2 separate regions of the Mus musculus genome follow, and region 1 is linked to region 2. A link is a contact called in public HiChIP or PLAC-seq data. All regions are on one chromosome and are shown on one strand. The core of a region is the stretch at or near the end of the contact, and the rest is flanking DNA. Distances in the headings are between cores, read along the strand shown. Region 1 overlaps Celf1 (CUGBP, Elav-like family member 1). Region 2 holds the start of Celf1 (CUGBP, Elav-like family member 1).

What was found. HiChIP or PLAC-seq counts read pairs in DNA pulled down with a chosen protein or histone mark.
Region 1: a contact with region 2 is called in an H3K4me3 HiChIP or PLAC-seq map of bone marrow-derived macrophages, with 2.7 times the contacts expected there. The contact joins the enhancer-like site here to the promoter of Celf1 in region 2. A contact is called at or near these places in 13 of 39 promoter capture datasets (the 3T3-L1 cell line, 3T3-L1-derived adipocytes, the C10 cell line and 7 more), 34 of 484 Hi-C or Micro-C datasets (the AML12 cell line, the C2C12 cell line, CD4 T cells and 25 more), 14 of 115 datasets of contacts at active chromatin or transcription factors (the HPC-7 cell line, the NIH/3T3 cell line, the SCID.adh cell line and 8 more) and 4 of 9 other capture datasets (adipose tissue, liver, macrophages and 1 more).

Annotation. Positions count from the first base shown.
Region 1 is chr2:90,988,945-90,995,996 of GRCm38.p6, reverse strand. All of the region lies in intron 1 of Celf1 (CUGBP, Elav-like family member 1), which reads right to left. Among named protein-coding and RNA genes, the nearest start is that of Gm13777, 39 kb to the left of the region's middle. Within about 2 kb of position 5,611, at least 7 of the 459 cell types and tissues checked have an H3K27ac peak or open chromatin away from gene starts, as enhancers often do. A contact at or near this core is called in bone marrow-derived macrophages and rod photoreceptor, where this site is marked.
Region 2 is chr2:90,936,313-90,943,111 of GRCm38.p6, reverse strand. It overlaps Celf1 (CUGBP, Elav-like family member 1), which reads right to left and starts at 2,715. Exons shown (of 14, transcript NM_198683.2): 1 at 2,471-2,715.

The DNA.
Region 1 (7,052 bases), core at 4,362-6,861, 50 kb before region 2:
GGCTAGAAAAGGACATCAGAGCCCCTAAAACTGAAATTACAGACAGTTATGGCTGCATGTGGGTATTGAAAATTGAACTTCATGTCCTCTGGAAGAGCAGCCAGTGCTCTTAACCACTGAGCCCTCTCACTGGCCCTCAAAATCCTCTTATTTAAGCAATTAATCTCACCAAAATGAGTGTTATATACAAAGAGGACTCTCAACTTTGAGCACAGCTATTATACCCAGGTGTAGTAGAACTCACTCATAATCCTGACACTTGGGAAGTGAAGGCAGGAGGTTCAGGAAAAGTTTTGGCTACACAGACAAGTTGAAGCCAGTTGTGGCTATATGAGAACATGTTTCAAAACAACAACAAAGGACAGCTACCACTTCCTATGATTACACAGTTGCCACAGGATCAAGTTATTAAAAAGTTATTTTGGAAGCAAATGGGGAGGTAGCTCAATGTTAAAGTGCACACACAGGGACAGAGTTTGGGTATTCAGCATCTACAGAAAAAGCCTGGCAGTCCAGTATAGCCTAATTGACAAGTTATAGGTGCAGTGAGAGACCCTGTCTCAAAATGATAATGATGGTGATAATAATAAGAGCAGCAACCAGGCATGGAAGTGCAACCTTTAATTCCAGTACTTCAGAGACAGAGGTCATCATGATCTACAAACCAAGTTGCTGGTCAGTCAGGGCTATATAGCAAGACCTTGTCTCAATAAATTAATTGAACAAATAAGAAGTGGAGAGCGATAGAAAAGCCACCTCTGGTCTCCACATATCTGTACATTAGTACCTATATACCACACATATGTTGAAAAACCCATCTTGGAATATACTGCCTACTGGTTTCCTTTACAGTGTTAACTTATAACCATGGGTGGTGGAGGATGGTGGCATGCACCTGTGTTCCAGCACGAGGGAGGCTGTGGCAAAATCTTGAGTTCAAGGAAAACTGAGGTTATACAGAGACACTGTCTGAAGACAAAGGGCAAGGAGGAGTGGGAGGAAGAAATATGGCAGGTCACTGTAAAAATATAACGGGTCTTCAGCATTTTAACCTTACTGTCCTAATAGAAACCAAGCTTTCATGATTTCCACCAAAAAAGATTTCCTCCCTCCAAAAAAGACATGAGGGGCTGTAGAGATGGCTCAGTGGTTACCAGCACTGGCTGCTCTTCCAGGACTCACATGGCAGCTCACAGCTGTCTGTAACTCCAGTTCCAGAAGATCTAGCACCCTTTCACAGACATGCAGAGCACCAATGCACATAAAAATAGAGAGATCTCTTTGAAAAGGCAACATTAAGTAGTGAAACAGTGGTGTCACTTCTTACAGTATGACCCTAACAACTTCATCAGTTTTAGTAGCACCCACCTTTCATTATGTTTTGATTACAGAGAAGATTAACCAAACCCCAGTGATTCTCAGGGTATGTTTGAACAATAAGCTGACAGCTCTTTCTACAGAGAAAGAGGTTTATTCATTTATATTACAATAGAAGCTGCAACTACACAGGCTTGTCCTTTCCTTCCATATGTGCACACCATCTCTATCTTTATTATATGCCCTCTTCAGTGTGAAGCAAAAACATGGATATATACACAAATTACAACTTAACTAAAACCAGTGGAAACTCAGGATCCTAGACAAACCTTTTTCTCTCCAAATTCTCCATCTCATCTTCTTTTGGGAGGAGGGGAAGGGGGTACTGGGATGATTGAGCCTAAGGCTTTGCACGCACTAAGCAAGTACTCTGCCACTAGACTATATACCACCTCTTCCTTTTTTTTTAGACTGAGTCTCAGTAAGTTGTTAGAGATAGCCCTGAACTTACTCTGTAGAGCAGTAATTCTCAACTTGTGGGTTGCAAACCCCCCACTTTGGGTGGAGGGTATCTAATGACACTTTCACAGTGGTGGCTTAAGAATAAATAAATAAATAAATGTAAAAAAAAAGACAAAAGAAACACTTGGGGTATTTTCTTGGCATTCGTGAAAGAGAAGCAACCACATAAATAAATATATATTCAGAGGGTCACAGTATTAGGAAGGTTAAGAATCACTGCTGTAGAACATGGCCGGTTTTTCTCCTCACTCAGAACTCCCTGGTGCCGCCAGGCAGTGGTGGCACACGCCTTTAATCCCAGCACTTGGGAGGCAGAGGCAGGCGGATTTCTGAGTTCCAGGCTAGGGCTACACAGAGAAACCCTGCCTCGGAAAAAAAAAGAAAAAAGACTCCCTAGTGCTTTTATCACTAGTGCCAGCTTCAAATCCTTTCGAAACTTTTAAGCCCATCTGCTTTTTTATATATCAACTCTACATCTTTAAGAATTATCAAAGTCAGTGCTATGTGAACCAAGGCCCAAAGACCAGAGCCAACTTTTAATTAAACTTTTTAGAATTCCCTATTCACAGAAATTGAAATTAAGCAATCATGGATTAAAACTGCTAATAATGACAAATACAAAATAAGCTTACATACCTCATTATTTATTTAATTTAACACCCCCCCTTCCCCTGCATGGTGTTTCTCTGTGTAGCCCTGGCTGTCTTGGAACTCAAAAAGATCCTCTTGCCTCTGCTTAGCAAGTGCTGAGACCATTGACTGGCCATATCTAATTTCTTATAAGGAAATATTTTACCACGGCGTAAAGAATGAGGTAGTCTACCAGTTGAAAAGTACTACTTAGATGGTTCAAATTTTCAGACAGACTCAACATGCTCTAGATATCATGAGCTACAACTATTCAGTGACTCATTCCTGCTTCCAATATTTACTTGGCACTTATATAGGTCAACATACTGTTAGACATGGTATACATTGATAAATAACAAAAGCATTGTATAATGAATAAGACAGAATTGTTTTTGTCTTATTTTTGTTTTTGTTTTTGGAGACAGGGTTTCTCTGTGTAGCCCTGGCTGTCCTAGAACTCACTCTGTAGACCAGGGTATGGTTCCGACAGACAGACAGACAGACAGACAGACAGACAGGAGGAGGAGGAGGAAGAGGAGGAAGAGGGAGAGGAAGAGAGGAAGGGGGGAGACATGGGAAAAGGGGGGAAAGGGGAAAGGGAGAGGAAAAAGTTAAGTTTCCCTGTAGGTTAATACCTCCAGGTAGAATATTCATCTAGCATGCTATAAACCAGGATTCAATCCCTAGCATGACTGAAAAAGAAGAAAAGGCCCAGTAAGCAATGTGCGTGTTGTGTGGGCATGGAAACCTGAGTTCAGATTCCCATACTCATTTAAAGAGATGGGTTTTGGGGAGCACTCTGTGACCCAGCACTGGGGAGCAGACAGACAGATCTCACTGGTCAGTCACTCTAGCTCAAACACTGAGCTTCAGAATCAGCAAAAGAGAGGAAGACATCTTGGCATCAATCTCTGGCCTCTACATGCACCCAAACAGTATGCACAGCCAAATACAACCCTGTGCTCACACACATACATACAGCCCTCAATAACTGTCAAAAGTTTTCATTATTTTGTCACTCACCTGTCATTAGTAGTTGATTTCCTCTTTGCTCATTATACAAATAGAAAAATTTCCAGTTACCCACCCATTTACCTTTTTAGCAAATATAAATTCACATAAAGTTAGCTACCTCCCAGTTTCAACAAGTCCCTAGCATATACTGTGCTATGGAAAGGAAGGTAGAAAGAGAATTCATGTAAATTTAAAGGGCTCAGAAAAAGGAGTCTGTGTTGCTGACCAGGTATTTTTCTTGTGAGAACAAGACAGAAAATGTATATGATGTATGGAAATAATTTTAGTTTGGATAAAGGGAGACCTGTCACTAGATACTAAATATAATTTAGAAGCAGACCTCTTCTTCCCTCAAGTTTGGAGAAAATGTCAAGGTTTTGATTTTGTAAGATCTCCCTCTAGCTGCCACCCTCAAAAACAAAACAAAAACAAAAACAAACAAACAAACAAACACGTTCTTACTATGGTGTCAGAATACCAACACCACCATCATATGGTTCTATGAAAGACTGAGCAACAATCTGCCTCAGAAAGTAATACTAAACAAGTGAAAACACTACACTCAACAAATTATTTAGCAAATATAAAAATTCTGTGTTACTTGGTATGGTGGCTAAGCATACCTTCAATTCCAGCACTATCAAAGCAGGAGGCAGACCTCTGTGAGTTCCAGGCCAGTATCTACCTTATGAGATACTGTCTCAAAACAAAACAAAACCAAAAACAAAACAGAAGATGTGGCTAATGACATGGCTTGATTTGGAAAAGGGGCATAGGCCAAGGATTTGAGATGAACTAGGAGAAATGATACATGGCATATAGGACTGAACACCTAAGAGCCATGAAGGACAGAGAAAAGAATAGCGAACTTTAGAAAGAAAGAAAATGCACATGGGAGTTAGAGAACAGAAATTAATAGACCAGCCAGGCGTGGTGGCGCATGCCTTTAGTCCCAGCACTCGGGAGGCAGAGACAGGCGGATTTCTGAGTTCGAAGCCAGCTTGGTCTACAAAGTGAGTTCCAGGACAGCCAGGACTACAGAGAAACCCTGTCTGGGGGGGGGGGAGAGTTAATAGACCAGAAGGAAGTGAAATGATTAGGAACCAAGATAGATAAAGAGGTAACTTTGACAGACTCAGAAGATGAATTTTCTGTGATACACAAAGAGCTTGGTGTTTATTTCAATCTAAGAAATCCTTTGTCTTCCCTTCCTTTTGCTTTTAAGACAGAGTTACACATATATAGGCAGGCCTTGGACTCCCTATGTTGCTGAGAATTATTCTGAACTCCCATTTCTCTCTCTAGTCTTTAGCTTCCAACTGCTAGGATTACAGATATGTACGACCATTCTCTGCTATCCTAAGTCTTAATTAAGAATTAAGAAAATGATCAGACTTTTCTTTTAAAAAAAAGTCCTTGGCAAGCCAGCTGAAACTGTGCACAACTGTAACCCCAGGACCTGGCAAGTCAAGGTGAGTGCATCATGAGCTTAAGACCAACCTGGGCTTAAGCTGACAGTCTCAAAAATAGAAACAAAATGAGCCAGGCACGGCAGTGCAAGCCTTTAATGACAGCACTCCTGAGGCAGAGGCAGGCAGGCAGGCAGGTAGGTACATATGAGTTCAAGGCTAGCCGTGTCTACATAGTGAATTTCAGGACAACCTGGGCTACAAAGTGGGCCTTGCACACCCCACTTCCAAATGTGTGCACGCATACATATATCAAAAGAAAAATCCTGGGAATAATTTAGAAGAAATAAATTAGGGTGGAGAGAGACTATGGAAACCAGGGGGAATCTCTATAAAGGTGCTGCCATTCTCACCTTTACATCATGATTCAGTAGGACGAGGAGCTTTAGGAACTCTGGGTGAGGGAAAAAAATGGAGTCATGGATTCTAATGTACACAATTTGGGAAATTGTTTTTCTGTAAGGAAGACATCAAACAAAGATATCTAATAGACAGGTTTAGAATCAAGTTAGGGGACTGAGGGCAGTTAAAGAATGTAGAGAGTCCTGAGAAACATAGAAGCTAAGAAAAGAGATTAATCAGTGAGAGAGCCAGAGGCTCAGGGCTCTTTGAACTCCGTTTCTTGAAGTGTAAGCAAATGAAAAGAGCTACCGGGAGATTTCACCATGACCAAAGGGAAGAAGCAGAGAGACATGAGCAGAACAGGAAACAGGGTATCTGGCCTCCCTGAGGCTTTTGGGACTCTTTCATCACTTCTGTGTTGCTAAAAAAAATTTTGTTTTTGAAAAATGATATACTGATCAATCACATTCCTAGACAAAATAATTTTAGTCACACACCCTTCTTTATAAGTTCCATTCTATCATATGTACCATTCATATGGGAGTGGGATCTAGTGACATGAAGTATATGCTACTCACTGATACCTGATCTAACCACCCCCTCCAAAAAAGAGTGTTGTGTTCAAGATTGACATCATTTGTCTTCAGCAAGCAAGTCCTGACCTCTCTCAACTGAGCTCCTCGTCTGTAGAATAGGGGCAAAAACCAAAGCAGTTAGCCTTATAAAGCTTTGCTGAAGACAGACCACAAAAACAGATGCAAATAATTTTGGATATTAGACATGACAACCTCTGGCTAATTCAAAATACCCACAGTAAATCCATTTATTTCAAACTTCAATGTACATTTAAAAACTACACATTATACTTAAAATACAGTCTTGAACCTTACTTTAACATAAAAATTAACCCGGATTTTAAAATTCCCAGTGATGTCCATGCAATGGTTCTGTCACAGATGTCATAGATAGAATCGTGGGTTAGTTTAACATCTTAGACAACTAAAGGAACTGGGCTGAGGTTGGTAGCTCAATAGGTAGAGTGCTTGGAAACCCCAAGTTTGAATCCCAGCATAAATTTTATATAAGCTGGAAGTAGAAGCAAATGACAGTCACATCGATTTAAGAGGCCAGCCTGGGATACATGAGACCCTTTATGTAGAAAGTAGAGAAGGAAAAAAAGGGGAGGGAGGAGAGGCCGTCTGGCTGGAGTGACCTCAGAACGTTTGTCTGCTCAGTGAGCTGATTTCTAGCACAAAAAGAAAAGGCCAAAGGAGGGAGGAGGAACACACTAGGAGGCTCAACAAAGGCAACAGCTACACAGAAGGAAACTGCTTAGAACACAAAGACAATCTGAGCCACAAACTCCAATCTTAGCCATCATATATTCTGAGATACAGGCACACTTCGTGTGCTAAATCTTGATAACACTGTAAATCATCCTTTTAACTATTGCTAAAAATATTTGGTAGCAAAGAACTGTCATTTTTAAAAAGCAAATTTAAATTACTATCTGGAGGACTACAGAGAAGGCATACAAACCATTTTAACAGAGTAATGTGGCTAACTTCAAAGCTCTCAAAACTATCTCACAAAACATTTGCTATTACTCACACCTGTCCTGTGTGATTTGAACAGAGAGGCCAAACTTTAAAGATTCCCACCTAGGGAACGTTCTCCCACTTAACACTCTTGGTTTTCAATAAAGGTGCATTTACTTGATGTTTCAGGGTATTTTGAACTTAGTAAAGTGGATAAAAC
Region 2 (6,799 bases), core at 1,466-3,965:
TCTATAACTTATGAGACGGGGCAAGAGGTCAGGAATTCAAGATGGGGGAAGGGGACAACACAACCAAGCTGATTAGGATAAGTCTACTTTGGTAAATAATAAATGCTTCTCCACCATGTACAAGACAGGCATGGTGGCATAGACCAGTAGTCCAGCACTTGGGAAACTGAGGTAGAATTACAGGGAATTTCAAGGTCAGCCTGAGCTGTAGAAAATGAAGATCCTACCCCTAGGAAAAAAAGAAAAGGATGTGGACTAGGGAAAAAACTCAGTGGAAGACAGCATGCCTATCAACTGTGGGAGGCCAAGAGCTGCATTCCCAGTAACACAAAAGAACACACACTGACAAAAGAAGGCTAAAGTGATGAAGACAAAGTTGGAAAGATGCGGCAGTATACACCGTAATCCCAGCACTTGGGATGTAGGCCAGTGAGGACTTCATAGGAAGACCCTGTCTTGGGGGGGTTGGAGGGGCCCACAGGGTAAAGTTGTACACATACACACCCATTTTAACAACAATCTCCGAAAGGTAAGATTTTTTTCCCATTTGAATTACCAGTATGTTTTATAATGAATCTGCAACTTCTGTAACAAGAAAAGTATGCAGACATCTTTAGAACATAAGTCATTCTGGCTCCAATTTTCACTATCTGCCCAGCAGCCCACAGGTACAATCATTGGTTAACTAACACTAATGGACACCAATTTCTAGAGGATTGTGGAGATTAAAACAAGGATCATAATAAAAGAATGACTTGACCAACTAGTAACCTACTGCAAAAAGATTTGAAAATTGTGTAGATTTTCTAACTTCAAGCCCAGAGCCCTTGCCATTCCATCACATCTTAAATCTGCATCATTGCTCATGATAGTGTGATAGTGTTGTGAATTTTTTTTTACAAAGGCAAAGCAAGCAAACCTTTGGTGGGAGATGTTTTAAAAGCACTTGCTATAATAACCTTGGGCAAATAAGTCACTTTCCTTTGTGAGAAAGCCAAAGCACTGAAGAAAAAAAAAAAAGCAACCCTTTCAACTGTAACAGCCCCTCTTGCTAATGGATCCTTGGGAAAAGAAAACCCAAAGGGTAAGAATGAATGAGAGGATGGAGACGTAGGCTCTGGAGCCAAGAGCCATTCTTAAGAGAAACAGGTGGTGGAGAAGAAGAAACCAAGAGAACTCATAAGCTTGCCAGCTAAAGTAACAGCTGCAAATCCCAGCTTTGCTTTACCATAAGCATGGCTTTCAATCCTCCCTAGGTCATGATCAGAAACCACACTCTCAGGCAATAAAACTACTAATATAAAAACTAGTATAGAGAGAAAAAAAAAATCAGTGCCGTTGCAGTTGGTCCATTCTAACCTCCATGATTTTCCAAGTACACTTGTTAATGCCAAAACCAAAAAGAACTCTAAGCAATTCCATCTGAAGACACCGTCATTCTAAGGATCTAAAAAGAAACAAACTGGAAAAAGTGAAAAAGTGCAATTCAAACCTCTTCAACTCAGAGACTAGAAGACAGAGAAGAGATCTTTTAAAGGTTAAGTTCCTTTTAAGTGTGTGCAAAGGGTGTTTGTAACCTCCTAACAATGCAGACATTATCAACAGAGTCTATGCTCTTTAAAACTGTTCAACAGCTTTTATATACAGCATTAACTCTGAGCACCAGAAAGAGATTCTGTTGTGCTAAACCAAGCTCTGACCAAAATCTCACACTTTCTCCCCGGAATCAGTCTCTAAACCAATGAGAAGCTCCTTAAAAAGCATATGCAATGGTCGGAGAAAATTAAAACAACATCCTGTCAGAACCACCACAACCGAGACACCACTACCGACTTTAAATCCAAAGCCTGGGACCTAGCGAAGAAGGCACCCTCCAGAGCCGTCCCCGCTCCTGGGTGCGAGATTCGAGCCCTGCTACTAGGCCTTGACTGGGCGAGCGAGCACCTGATGTGGGGGGTAGGGCGAGCCAAAGCGGCCCCAGGGCGAGAACTGCAAGAGCTCCGGAGGATCGAGAGGAGCGCTGCCTTCTAGGGGCGGGAATCTAGGACACCCCCGGGGGTGGGCACGAAGAACACGTGGGGCGACAGGGTCAGGGAAGCGGCGTCTCGGGTAGACAGCCGCGATCTCGCCCAGCGGACCCGGAGAGGAGGACTCGGGTGCGGTGCAGGAAGCAAGCCCTCGGGGCCGGGAGAGTGGAGGCAAAGGGCAAGGGAGCCGGGGCCAGGCCACGAGGAGGGCGGGTCTCCCTGGGAGCAGGGGCACGCGCCGGGCGGACGCGAATGGGCCCCCGAGTCCCGAGCAGTCCGCGGCCTGGTCCCCGGGGTGCGGGGAAGCGGGAGCGACCGCACCCGGAGGGCCCTGTGACCCGTAGCCGCCCGAACCTGACCCGCCCCGCGGCGCCTCCCTCCAGCCTCCCTCTCTTTCCCTCCCTTCATCCCGCGGCCCGTTATCCTGCGGCCGCCGCACTCACCAGCGGCTGCACCTGAGCCCGCCGCTGCCTCAGCTGCTGCCTTGCTCCTCCGCAGCCGCCGCTGCCTCGCTGCTGAGGCCGAATCCCGGGGGAGCCTCCGCGTCCCGCCGCCGCCGCCGCCTCTGCCGCTGCCGCTGCCGCCAGAGCAGAACACCCCAAAATGGCGGCACTTCCGGCACCTACCACCGGCGGGGAGGGCCGCCGCGGAGGGGGCGGGCGGCGAAGGGGAACGTACCACCGCGGCGCCGCCCGCCAGCGCCGAGCCGAGCCGAGCGCCGCGCAGGGGCGGGCGGAGGGCCGGCGCTGCAGCGCCCCCTCCGGCCGGGGAGTGAAGGAGCAGTCGCTCTGAAACCCTGGGGGCCGCGGGCGGAGCCCTCAGCCCTGGGAGCTGTAGGGGTGCATCTCTTTGTCTCAGAGCTGCACTGGAGGGAAGACCCCGGCCTGGGAATCTGAAGTTCTTGCCTCTGCGCACCGCACTAGCTGCACCTCTGGCGGGCAAGCAACGCAGCTTGGCAATGAAAAATACACATAATAAATATCGAATGAATGAATGAATGAATGAATGAATGAATGAATGAATGAATGAATGATGGGTGCTTGGCTAACACTGGACGCAGGGCACACCCTTTCTTTTTGCACATCAGCATACAGACAACTGTATCCAGGCCTTCCTTCTGATGGAATGTGTGTTGCAAGCTTTCAGAGTTAGGGAAGTGCCTGTACAGAGATGTTCAACTGCATGCATGCGCAATCTGGCAAAAATCCCTGCGGCACCAGAAAGCTCTTAAGTATTCTATTAAGAGACTACCCAGTCCAAACCTACTCTTCTTGGGAAAAAAAATAACAATTAAAACACTTTTTACGAATCCAGCACCCCCTTTTAGGATTCGGTATTCCTAACCTGCATCTAGCTGGATTCACGCATTAAGTGTGTTGTTTATTACACAAAGTCAGTGAAATGTGAGACAATGAAATGCAGATTGAGAAAACTTAGTTCTGGGAGGTCAGGGCTCCATCAATTTACAAATTACTCATGAGTTGGCAATTATTTCTCTTTATCACTTAGCTTCCTAAAGCAAAATATATATCCACAAATGCCGGTTATACCCTACCCTACCCTACCACACTCACTAAGGCAGCCCCCACCCCTGCCCCAAGCAGCAGCCAAGAGTTTTCCCCTGTGCTAGAGGCACAAACAATCATGTAGATCAAAACAATTAGCCCCTAGGTTGTTCATTATCAAATTACCTAAATTGTACTGTAAAGCTTTGGTTGTTTTTTGTTTTTTTTTTTTTTTGTTTGTTTTGTTTTTTTGAGAGTTTCTCTGTGTAGCTCTGGCTGTCTTAGAACTCCCTCTTGTTACTGAGACTGACCTCAAACTCACTTGGTGATCCGCCTGCCTCTGCCTCCCCTAAATGCTGGGATTAAAGGCGTGTATCGCCACACCCGGCCTGTTCGTTCCAATTTTCAAATTGGTTTTCTACCTTCTTGTTGTTGATTGATGGGAATGGAGTTAGAGATGTAACTTGAATTAGTTGCATATAGATGGATACGTTAGGAAAAATTAGAGTGGTTATGAAAGATGGAACACTGGTATTTTTAACTAGTTCTTGAATAAGACTCTTGGCAAAAAAAATAACTGTTAGGAGAAAAAATTAGTCCTGCTGGTAATGGAAGATTTCTAAGAGTCGTTAGGGTTACTGCAGAGAATTTATTTCATTGGAGGGATAATGATGAAAATAATGTTTGCGTTGTTAGGGTCTGAGAATTTGGGAATAATCCACTATGAAAACCAAGTTTTGAGCCAGCAAAATGTTTCTTTATTCAACTTTATTCAAAGGCTGATATATCAGGGAGACGGCGGGGTTCAGGATCCAAAACTATGTCAGTCAGGGGCAGAACAGAACAACTTTTTGCTCCTGTACTTTTTTCTTTTCTTTTTAAAAGATTATATATATTCTAGCTGTCTTCAGATACACCAGAAGAGGGCATCCCATTACAGTGGTTGCTGGGAATTGAACTCAGGACCTCTGGATCTCTGGAAGAGCAGTCAGTGCTCTTAACTGCTGAGCCATCTCTTCAGCCCCAGAACAACTTTTAAAGACAAAACTCCACAGACTACGTGGGGTAGGGGGCATCCAACCAGATTCACGAATACATTGGGTTTTTCACACCTGGTATTTTAGGTGGCTTCCTGCATAATAAGTGTCTCGGGTGGTTTACTTGATAGCTTGGCCTGGATTGAGGCCAGCCAGTGATGTTTGGAGCAGGATACAGTGGCTTGGATTTATCCAGAACATTTGAGCTGTTCCTGGGAATTTAGCTTAGTATGAAATGGAGACTATATACAAGATGGAATCTCTGTAGCTATGGCCCCCAACATTTCTTCCTCTTCCTTGTAACGCATGAAACCTTTGATGTCATAACTCTTGGTCAGTATATAAGGGGTTACATTGGGTCTTTGGAACCATGAGCTTAACAACATTTATCCTAACTCGCACAAAGTGAGAAATGAAATTTTATAGGCAAAGGGTGTGTTGGGGTCTGGGAATCACTGCACAAATCACTTAGACACCAATCTCAGTCAACTTGGGATAGTTTATATCACAGCCCAGGACTGATCAACAAGGGACACAATTCAGGCTCAAGAGCTGAACCATGACTCCAAGTTCCTACAAGGCTCTTAAGCCTGAGATATACAAACATCTGCGCCAAGTTATTCCACCAATCAAGACTTAGGGATAGGGGTTTCTGTAGGAACATGGCTTTGTTACTCTTATGCTGTTCCCATTGGTTGGAATATTCAGCTGTGACAGGGGACCTGCCTTGTTTAATATTCATGTCTTAACTTGTCTACCAGGCTAGGACTTGTCTAACATTCATGTCTTAACTTGCCGTTCCCACGTACATGTCTCTTTCTGGAAACTAGGATGTCAGTTCCTAGGGAGGCCTTGGGAACTTAAACTTAACTCAACCCCTACTCAAAATGGAAGTCTTATTCCAAATGGTTTCTTATATTAGTGCAGGTGTCTCTCTTATGTTGGTGTCCATGCCAGTGGCAGCTTATAAGCGCAAATACCATAAAAGTTCATACACAGGGGCAAGAAGTGCTGCTGGGTGGTTGTTTGGATCCAAGCTTACTGTGGGTAACTAGACAAAGCAGTTGTGACTTCCATCATGATCGGTTTCTAAGGGCACAGAACATAACAGACTATGTAATCAACTTGGACATGAGAAAGTTTCCTAGTAACAGCAGAAACTTATGAGAAAGTTTCCTTATGATGGCAGGCTAGCCAGGTAACATTTACCTAGGCCTTAACAGGGTTCATAGCATTATCAACAGAATAACTATTAGAAGGCCTCTCAGCCCGGTTACTAAAGACCCAGGGTGACCAGTTGAAGAGGGACTCTAATCACCCTTGTTTAGCCAATCTAGCTCTCTCTTTCAACCTGTCTTACCAAGCTTAGGTTCTCCTTAACTATTCCAGTATGATTGGCATAGATACAACATTGCTCCCCTAGAGCTACACCAGGGCCTCCTTGTTACCTAAAGAGTAGGTCAAAGCACCTCCTGATTTGTAAGACCACTTATACCAGTGAATCTAAGGAGGAGGTCAGGTGGTTGAGAGATTTTTTTTTTCCCAAGGTGGCTAAGTCCCTGTCGATCTGATTCCCCAGGGTCTTGCAGTTTTGGTCACCTGTGATAAGGGAAACGGTCCCAATTCTAGGACTGCCAGCTATCCCAAGATCCAGGAGCATGGGAATCAGGATGAAGATTGCCTGAGATCTCCAGTGGTGGGAATGAAGGCTGAGAGGCTCTCAGTCACCCTCACCTGAAGATTAGTAAACCTGGGAAGGAGGTCCCCCAGAAGACAGATGCTAAATGATTCAGAAAAAGTGTTCAGGTTGGGGCCAGAGGAGCAGGCAGACTAGGACCCTCAGGGTGGGACCAATAAATAAAAAGAGTTCCATGTTCCCTGCCCCAACAACTCATGGGTTTTGTTACAATATTGTAGATACTAGAGTAAAAACAGAGTCCCTGTCCCTAGGTATTTCTGAGAGTAATTCGTGCCTCTTTTGAATAATCATGAAGGATAGACTTTTGATATCTCTGGCCCCTGTCCCAGAGTTTGCCAGGTCAACTCTGGCATAATGGCAAGGGGGTCTAGGGTCCAGACATAACCAGCAGTCCTTTGTCAAGTTAAAAGAAGATGAGTTCAGGAGTCCAAAAATATACCTCAAAGACAAGGATGAGCCAAGTATATCCTGATCTGGTGGATGGGGATTGTGATGGTTTGTATATTCTTGGACCAGGGAGTGGCATCATTT